2 separate regions of the Xenopus tropicalis genome follow, and region 1 is linked to region 2. A link is a contact called in public Hi-C data. All regions are on one chromosome and are shown on one strand. The core of a region is the stretch at or near the end of the contact, and the rest is flanking DNA. Distances in the headings are between cores, read along the strand shown.

Region 1 (3,642 bases), core at 808-3,307, 130 kb after region 2:
GGGCAGATACACAGGGCAGATACACAGGGCAGATACACAGGGAAGATACACAGGGCAGATACATAGGGAAGATACACAGGGCAAATACATAGGGAAGATACACAGGGCAGATACACAGGGCAGATACACAGGGCAGATACACAGGGCAGATACATAGGGAAGATACACAGGGCAGATACATAGGGAAGATACACAGGGCAGATACACAGGGCAGATACACAGGGCAGATACATAGGGAAGATACACAGGGCAGATACATAGGGAAGATACACAGGGCAGATACATAGGGAAGATACACAGGGCAGATACATAGGGAAGATACACAGGGCAGATACACAGGGCAGATACACAGGGCAGATACACAGGGCAGATACATAGGGAAGATACACAGGGCAGATACATAGGGAAGATACACAGGGCAGATACATAGGGAAGATACACAGGGCAGATACACAGGGCAGATACACAGGGCAGATACATAGGGAAGATACACAGGGCAGATACACAGGGCAGATACATAGGGAAGATACACAGGGCAGATACATAGGGAAGATACACAGGGCAGATACACAGGGCAGATACACAGGGCAGATACATAGGGAAGATACACAGGGCAGATACATAGGGAAGATACACAGGGCAGATACACAGGGCAGATACACAGGGCAGATACATAGGGCAGATACACAGGGCAGATACACAGGGCAGATACACAGGGCACTGTAAGCAGTCGTGCAGTCTGTGTGGCTGTCAATTCCTTCCTTCCATAACCAGACTGGGCACTGCTCTATATTACACATATAAATGAAAAGGATAAGAATGTAGTGTTCCATTCTGTTTGGATCAATGGTACCGTGGGCTGGAGGTACCACTGGCCTTAGTATATTTGAGGTCAGTACAATGGGAGGCGAATGCTGGGCCATTCCGGGACAGGGATAATTGAATTAGTGAGTGCCAATAGCATCGGATATCACATTCCAAAGCTGGGGAGCAGCACATGAAGTAACTGCAATGCTTATCTGCCCAGTCGGAGGGAAAGCTCCGGGGACCCTCACACGTAGCTCAGCATTATCCCATTAGGGGTTGCTCACCCTAACATGAACTTGTAGCATGGTATCGGTATTCTATGGCCATTGTTGTGCAGCTGCTAGGGTTAACTTACCCTTGCAACCAGGCAGCTGTTAGGAAATCAGACTTCGCCCCTTTTCTGTGCAGTATAAACAGCTGATATTACGCTATACTATTGATAAGCAGTTCAGTTCCATTAATGAATGCGCTAATTAACTGTTAGTTCATTGGGGGACAGTGGAGTTTGTAGCGCCTAGTAGTACAATCGGAGGCCCTGTTTGGCCAGCCCTGGTTTACTTTAAAGGAAAACTATACCCCCAAACAATGTAGGGCTCTATAAAAATACATATATAAAGCCCTGCTTCATCTAAATAAACCATTTTCATAAAATATACTTTTTTTAGCAGTATGTGCCATTGGGTAATCCTAAATAGGAAACTGCCATTTTAAGAATTAAGGGCCGCCCCCTGGGATCATAGGATTCACAGTGCACACAAACAAGCCAAGGCACACATACATGCTAGGCCCCATCAGCCAATGAATGGGCAGAGTTCTGCCTTTTGCTCCCACACTACTTCCTGTTACAGTTAGAGCTGCATCACTTCCTGTCAGCTGATCTCTGAGGGAGCACACAGCCCATCACTAAATGGCGGCTCAAGGGAAAGGCTGTAAAAGGGCAATATTTACTGATATATATATTCCAGTTTGGGGAGATTCTTTAATAGGTCACTTAATATGATATAAACTGTCTGTTGGTTACGTATTCATTCTGGGGGTATAGTTTCCCTTTAAGTACAGGGCTTCCAGTTTACTACAAGACAAAGGTTTATTTCCAGGCATGTGGGAAATCCGACCAGTCAGTGCGGCTGCAATCAGTAAGGTGTGTAGGCGCCAAACCCAAAATAGCTGCAAGGGGGCAGAAGTGGGGCAGGCAGTGAATGGCTTCTGCGCGGCTCACTAAGTGGCAGCATTCCTGGCCGCAGCCTGCACCCATGCCTAATCTGTCATGCTAGCGGCCTATCTGAGCCTCTTCAGAGAATCAGTAAGAGCACAAACAGGAAAGAAAGCAGAGACAGACCCTTGAGAGCTGATAGTGCCGGAGCAGACTGATTGTGCTGTAGGACACAACATTCAGATTAAATACTTCTCTTTCATACATTCCAGCCTATATCTCCGGCGCGGTGCCCCCGACTGCAGACTGCGCCATTGTGTGTGCCTTGTGTGGAATAAAGAAACATATGACGCGCTAACGTTTCCTGAGAACACAAATCAGGCGCGCTGCTGAAAGATGGATGAGTCCTGACTCTCCGGGTTCCTCTGGCAAAGAGACTCCAATAATATGATTAAAATCCCATTCCTATAGGCTGAGTGCCCCCCGCAGCGCTGCAGCCGCTTCTATCATTCCACTGCTAATTAGTAGAAATGGAATTCCTATTCCCCCCCCAGTGCCAGACTATTGCCTGCAAACCCTCGCCTAGGTGGCCAAACGCTGGGAATTGCCCGGGGTGCCATTGCCCCAAGACACATTCCTTCTGCAAACTGAACACTGAGTTGGTTTGTGGCTGGGAGGGAACAGCCCTCATTTATTCTAAAGCTCCTACATAAGCCCCACATGATTGGTCACCGATGATCCCATTGGCCAATCATTCTGCATGCCGGTCTTATTGTGCTGACAGTCTGGCCAGGCAAGCCCCATCCTCCCCACAAACTAAAAATATATAAAATATATATAATATATATAGATATATACATAATTAGTAGTTAGATATATATATACATGTATATGCACAACTGACTGGGACCCTTTAAAGGGGAACTATCACGAAAATAAAGTATTAACTATAAAACTGATATCATGGGAATAAACACAATAAATGAAGATACTGCCCTATTACTGAAATCATTAAATGGATCTTCCTTCTCCTACTCTTTCCACAATCTGCCTGTCAGTGCAGGAGCTGGGGGTCCGGATCTGATGGACAGTTAGGGCTAATACCCTGTCTGGGCAAAGTAAGCACAGACCAATGATGTATTTAAGTGATCTGTCCATCAAACTCTGACTCCGCCTCCTGCACGGGGGGGGGGGGGAGAAAGAGAGATAGAGAAGGAACAGCACAAAATGGCATCAATTCTATATTGAAGTTCACCTTTTCCTAATTTGCCCCCCTGAAATGCTTAATTCTACAGTAGTTTTATACCCTTAGAATATTTTCTGTGTATCCTATGTGTCAGGGAGTCCCTATACCGTATGGGTGCCACGTACAGCTTGGCATACATGGTAAGATCCACTCATTTGGCAAGATACCTGATTTGGCCAAAAATTTAGTGGGCCCAATAGGAATGATCCAATCTTTTGGCCCCGAGGGCAATGACTGGACCATAATGGAAGCTTATGGAGACCCGTTTGGAGAGGACCTTATCTTCACACCACCTTTCCTATTGATATCTGCCCAATACCTGGGCAGGACCCCCCCGAGGGCCCCAAACATGGCCCCATAAGCTGCCTGGCATTTGGCATCTGGAAATTCCCGGCGCTCTACATATAACCCAAACAATTACCCTGCCAATAACTAC
Region 2 (3,655 bases), core at 354-2,853:
GTATCCTGTTCTGGGTGGGTACTGTATCCCAGGCTAAATACTGTATCCCAGGCTAAATACTGTATCCCAGGCTAAGTACTGTATCCCAGGCTAAATACTGTATCCCAGGCTAAATACTGTATCCCAGGCTAAATACTGTACCCCAGGCTAAGTACTGTATCCCAGGCTAAATACTGTATCCCAGGCTAAATACTGTATCCCAGGCTAAGTACTGTATCCCAGGCTAAATACTGTATCCCAGGCTAAATACTGTATCCCAGGCTAAATACTGTATCCCAGGCTAAGTACTGTACCCCAGGCTAAATACTGTATCCCAGGCTAAATACTGTACCCCAGGCTAAATACTGTATCCCAGGCTAAATACTGTACCCCAGGCTAAGTACTGTATCCCAGGCTAAATACTGTATCCCAGGCTAAATACTGTACCCCAGGCTAAATACTGTATCCCAGGCTAAATACTGTATCCCAGGCTAAGTACTGTATCCCAGGCTAAATACTGTATCCCAGGCTAAATACTGTATCCCAGGCTAAGTACTGTATCCCAGGCTAAATACTGTATCCCAGGCTAAATACTGTACCCCAGGCTAAGTACTGTATCCCAGGCTAAATACTGTATCCCAGGCTAAATACTGTATCCCAGGCTAAGTACTGTATCCCAGGCTAAATACTGTATCCCAGGCTAAATACTGTACCCCAGGCTAAATACTGTATCCCAGGCTAAATACTATATCCCAGGCTAAATACTGTACCCCAGGCTAAGTACTGTATCCCAGGCTAAATACTGTATCCCAGGCTAAATACTGTATCCCAGGCTAAAAACTGTATCCCAGGCTAAATACTGTACCCCAGGCTAAGTACTGTATCCCAGGCTAAATACTGTATCCCAGGCTAAATACTGTATCCCAGACTAAATACTGTATCCCAGGCTAAATACTGTATCCCAGGCTAAATACTGTATCCCAGGCTAAATACTGTACCCCAGGCTAAGTACTGTATCCCAGGCTAAATACTGTATCCCAGGCTAAATACTGTATCCCAGGCTAAATACTGTATCCCAGGCTAAATACTGTACCCCAGGCTAAGTACTGTATCCCAGGCTAAATACTGTATCCCAGGCTAAATACTGTATCCCAGACTAAATACTGTATCCCAGGCTAAATACTGTATCCCAGGCTAAATACTGTACCCCAGGCTAAATACTGTATCCCAGGCTAAATACTGTATCCCAGGCTAAATACTGTATCCCAGGCTAAATACTGTATCCCAGGCTAAATACTGTACCCCAGGCTAAATACTGTATCCCAGGCTAAGTACTTTATGTACAGAAAGCTGAAGTGGATCGGGTGAGTGTGCCCTTCGGGTGAGTGTGCCCTCTGAGTGTACCTGCTGGAGAGGTGGGTGCCTCAGTCAGTGCCTCTCACTCACCCCTGGCTTTATTTGCTCTCTGGAGTCCCAGGCGTCTGTGCGAGGGAACTGAAAGTCAAACAATAAAAGCAGCCGATTTGCATTGCAATTCTGAGCTTGGCAGACAGTTGGAGCCAGGGCACTGTTAACCTAATTGTTTAACCAACAGCACCGGGGTGTGAGACACAACAAAGACAACACAAAAGATAAATAAGATCCTAGAGAAAAAAATTCCCTTCCACAAGCCATTAAGAGCAGACACTACACACAGCTCTTCCCCTTGTGCAGTCACGCTAGTGTGCAGTGTGCCCCCCCTGTAATGCTGTGTATCCCTCCCCCCTGCTCATGTACAGTATATATGTGTGTGGGGGCTTTCCTGCCAGCCATATACTCTGTATTACACCTTTTAAAATCCCCTATAAACCTTGTTTATGTCAAAATTTAAAGGGGAAGTTCAGTTTTACATTTGTGTTTGTTCTACACTTAAGTAATCTAAGCAATGTTGCAGTTGGTCTTTCTTTGATTTTTATTTGGGGGTGTTAGGGATTTTATTATTTTCTTTATTTCTTTTTCAAACTAAGAGATTAAAATGGGGAATATATACCTGGTCACATCTGGTCCTCCCTATTTAGGAACTCAAGGGTGGCTGCCTTTACTGCTTGGGAGAAGAACACTGTATGTGTATTATTTTGTGATAGGTAATCATGTGTCCATTATACCTAACAATCCCATTGTCAAATGCTGATACCAAACCCACCCTCAGGCAATCTTCAGACAACTTCAAGCATACGACACATTAGACTGCTGCTACTTGATAGCCGGGATGTGGACATGGGCTACAGGTCAGTTCTATTCATGAAGGGTGGGGAGCACAAAGGGTAAAACTGGCCATACATGGGCTGACATTGATTGCTGACTTGGCCACTTCAAGCTTAGTATACAGTTCTTGGACTGTGTGTGGGGCCAAATTAATATTCTGTCTAATCGATATCTGCTCAGGGATCAGCCAACTGCCAAATGGACTATCCATTGACTTGGAAAATGCTATCAAAGGAGGTCTGAACCAGACTGTTGGTACAGGTATCTCACTATGGGTCAGCATAGGCGATTATTATGGTCTAGTTGTTCGCTGGGGAGCAAAACAATGGGATATGGCAAGTTTGGCTCATCACCTTGGTGGCCAAACCATACTAGGTTCATGCTTGTGTGGCTCACCAACACTTTCTACATCAGAGCGTAGCTCATGATTAAGGAACCCTGCTCTAATGGAAGCTTACAAGACTTGGAAGGAGTCTACAAGTCCAACAATGGGATGGTCTGGAAGACTCTGGTGGAAGCTTCCAGGAGTTGGAGGGAATCTTTAAAGGTCCCCATACACACTGAGATCCACTCGCTTGTCGAGATGGCCCTGGGGCCAAACGATCTAATTATACTGGTGGCAAGGGGCAGTCGGTTCGGGGACCGCATCAACGAGCCGATGTGGTCCCTGATCCGACTGAATTTTCTAACCTGGCCGATCGAGATATGGCCAATTTCAGGCCAGATATCGGTTGGCCAGGCCCCTCGTTTCTGCCCCTACACGGGCAGATAAGCTGCCAATATCGGTCCAAGGGACCGATATCAGCAGCAACAATCTGCCCGTGTATGGGGACCTTCAGTCAACCAACAGCACAATCAAGAAGACTCTGATGGAAGGTTAAAGAAGTTGAAGGAAGTCTTTAAATCAATGGAATGGTCCAGAAGCTTTCTGGAGTTGGAGGGCGTCTTTATGTCAAACAACAGGATTGTCTCGAAGACTCTGATGAACATTTACAGGCTAGAAGAGCTCACTTTTAGTCTTTAAGTCAAGTGGTGGATCTTTAGCTTGCGGGTCCCTTCTTTATAAAAGAGATAAAGGAATTGAGTTGCCTCCATAGATAAGATTGAGGCTGCTCTGTGTGCAGAGGCCAAGGCTCCTCTTGTAAAGGAATGCTCCCCCTATTTGGCAACCTCAGGGCTCACTTTTTGGACATGCTATGTATGATATATATAATGTATAACATATATATATTGTATCCAACAAGGCTGAATCAGCAGATATTCCCCTCTTGAGGATTTTTTCCACTAACCTTACTGGCGCTCTATCACTCTCCATGCTTGAAACATGCCTTACCCTCAGCAGTACTGGGATACTCTCATTTTCATCCCAGGAATGTCCTTCCCTTTCAGAGAGATAAATCATACGCTAAGTGGGTGCAGCAACTACCAGCAC

What was found. A called contact is a pair of places that touch in the nucleus more often than the background predicts.
Region 1: a Hi-C map of neurula embryo shows a contact between it and region 2, with 2.2 times the contacts expected there. The contact joins two enhancer-like sites. A contact is called at or near these places in 2 of 5 Hi-C or Micro-C datasets (brain and neurula embryo).

What each region holds. Positions count from the first base shown.
Region 1 is chr1:205,731,829-205,735,470 of UCB_Xtro_10.0, forward strand. The region is part of intron 13 of dym (dymeclin); the gene reads right to left. Among named protein-coding and RNA genes, the nearest start is that of smad7, 140 kb to the left of the region's middle. Within about 2 kb of position 2,058, at least 1 of the 11 cell types and tissues checked has an H3K27ac peak or open chromatin away from gene starts, as enhancers often do. A contact at or near this core is called in neurula embryo, where this site is marked.
Region 2 is chr1:205,600,233-205,603,887 of UCB_Xtro_10.0, forward strand. No RefSeq gene overlaps it. Among named protein-coding and RNA genes, the nearest start is that of smad7, 5.2 kb to the left of the region's middle. Within about 2 kb of position 1,604, at least 7 of the 11 cell types and tissues checked have an H3K27ac peak or open chromatin away from gene starts, as enhancers often do. A contact at or near this core is called in neurula embryo, where this site is marked.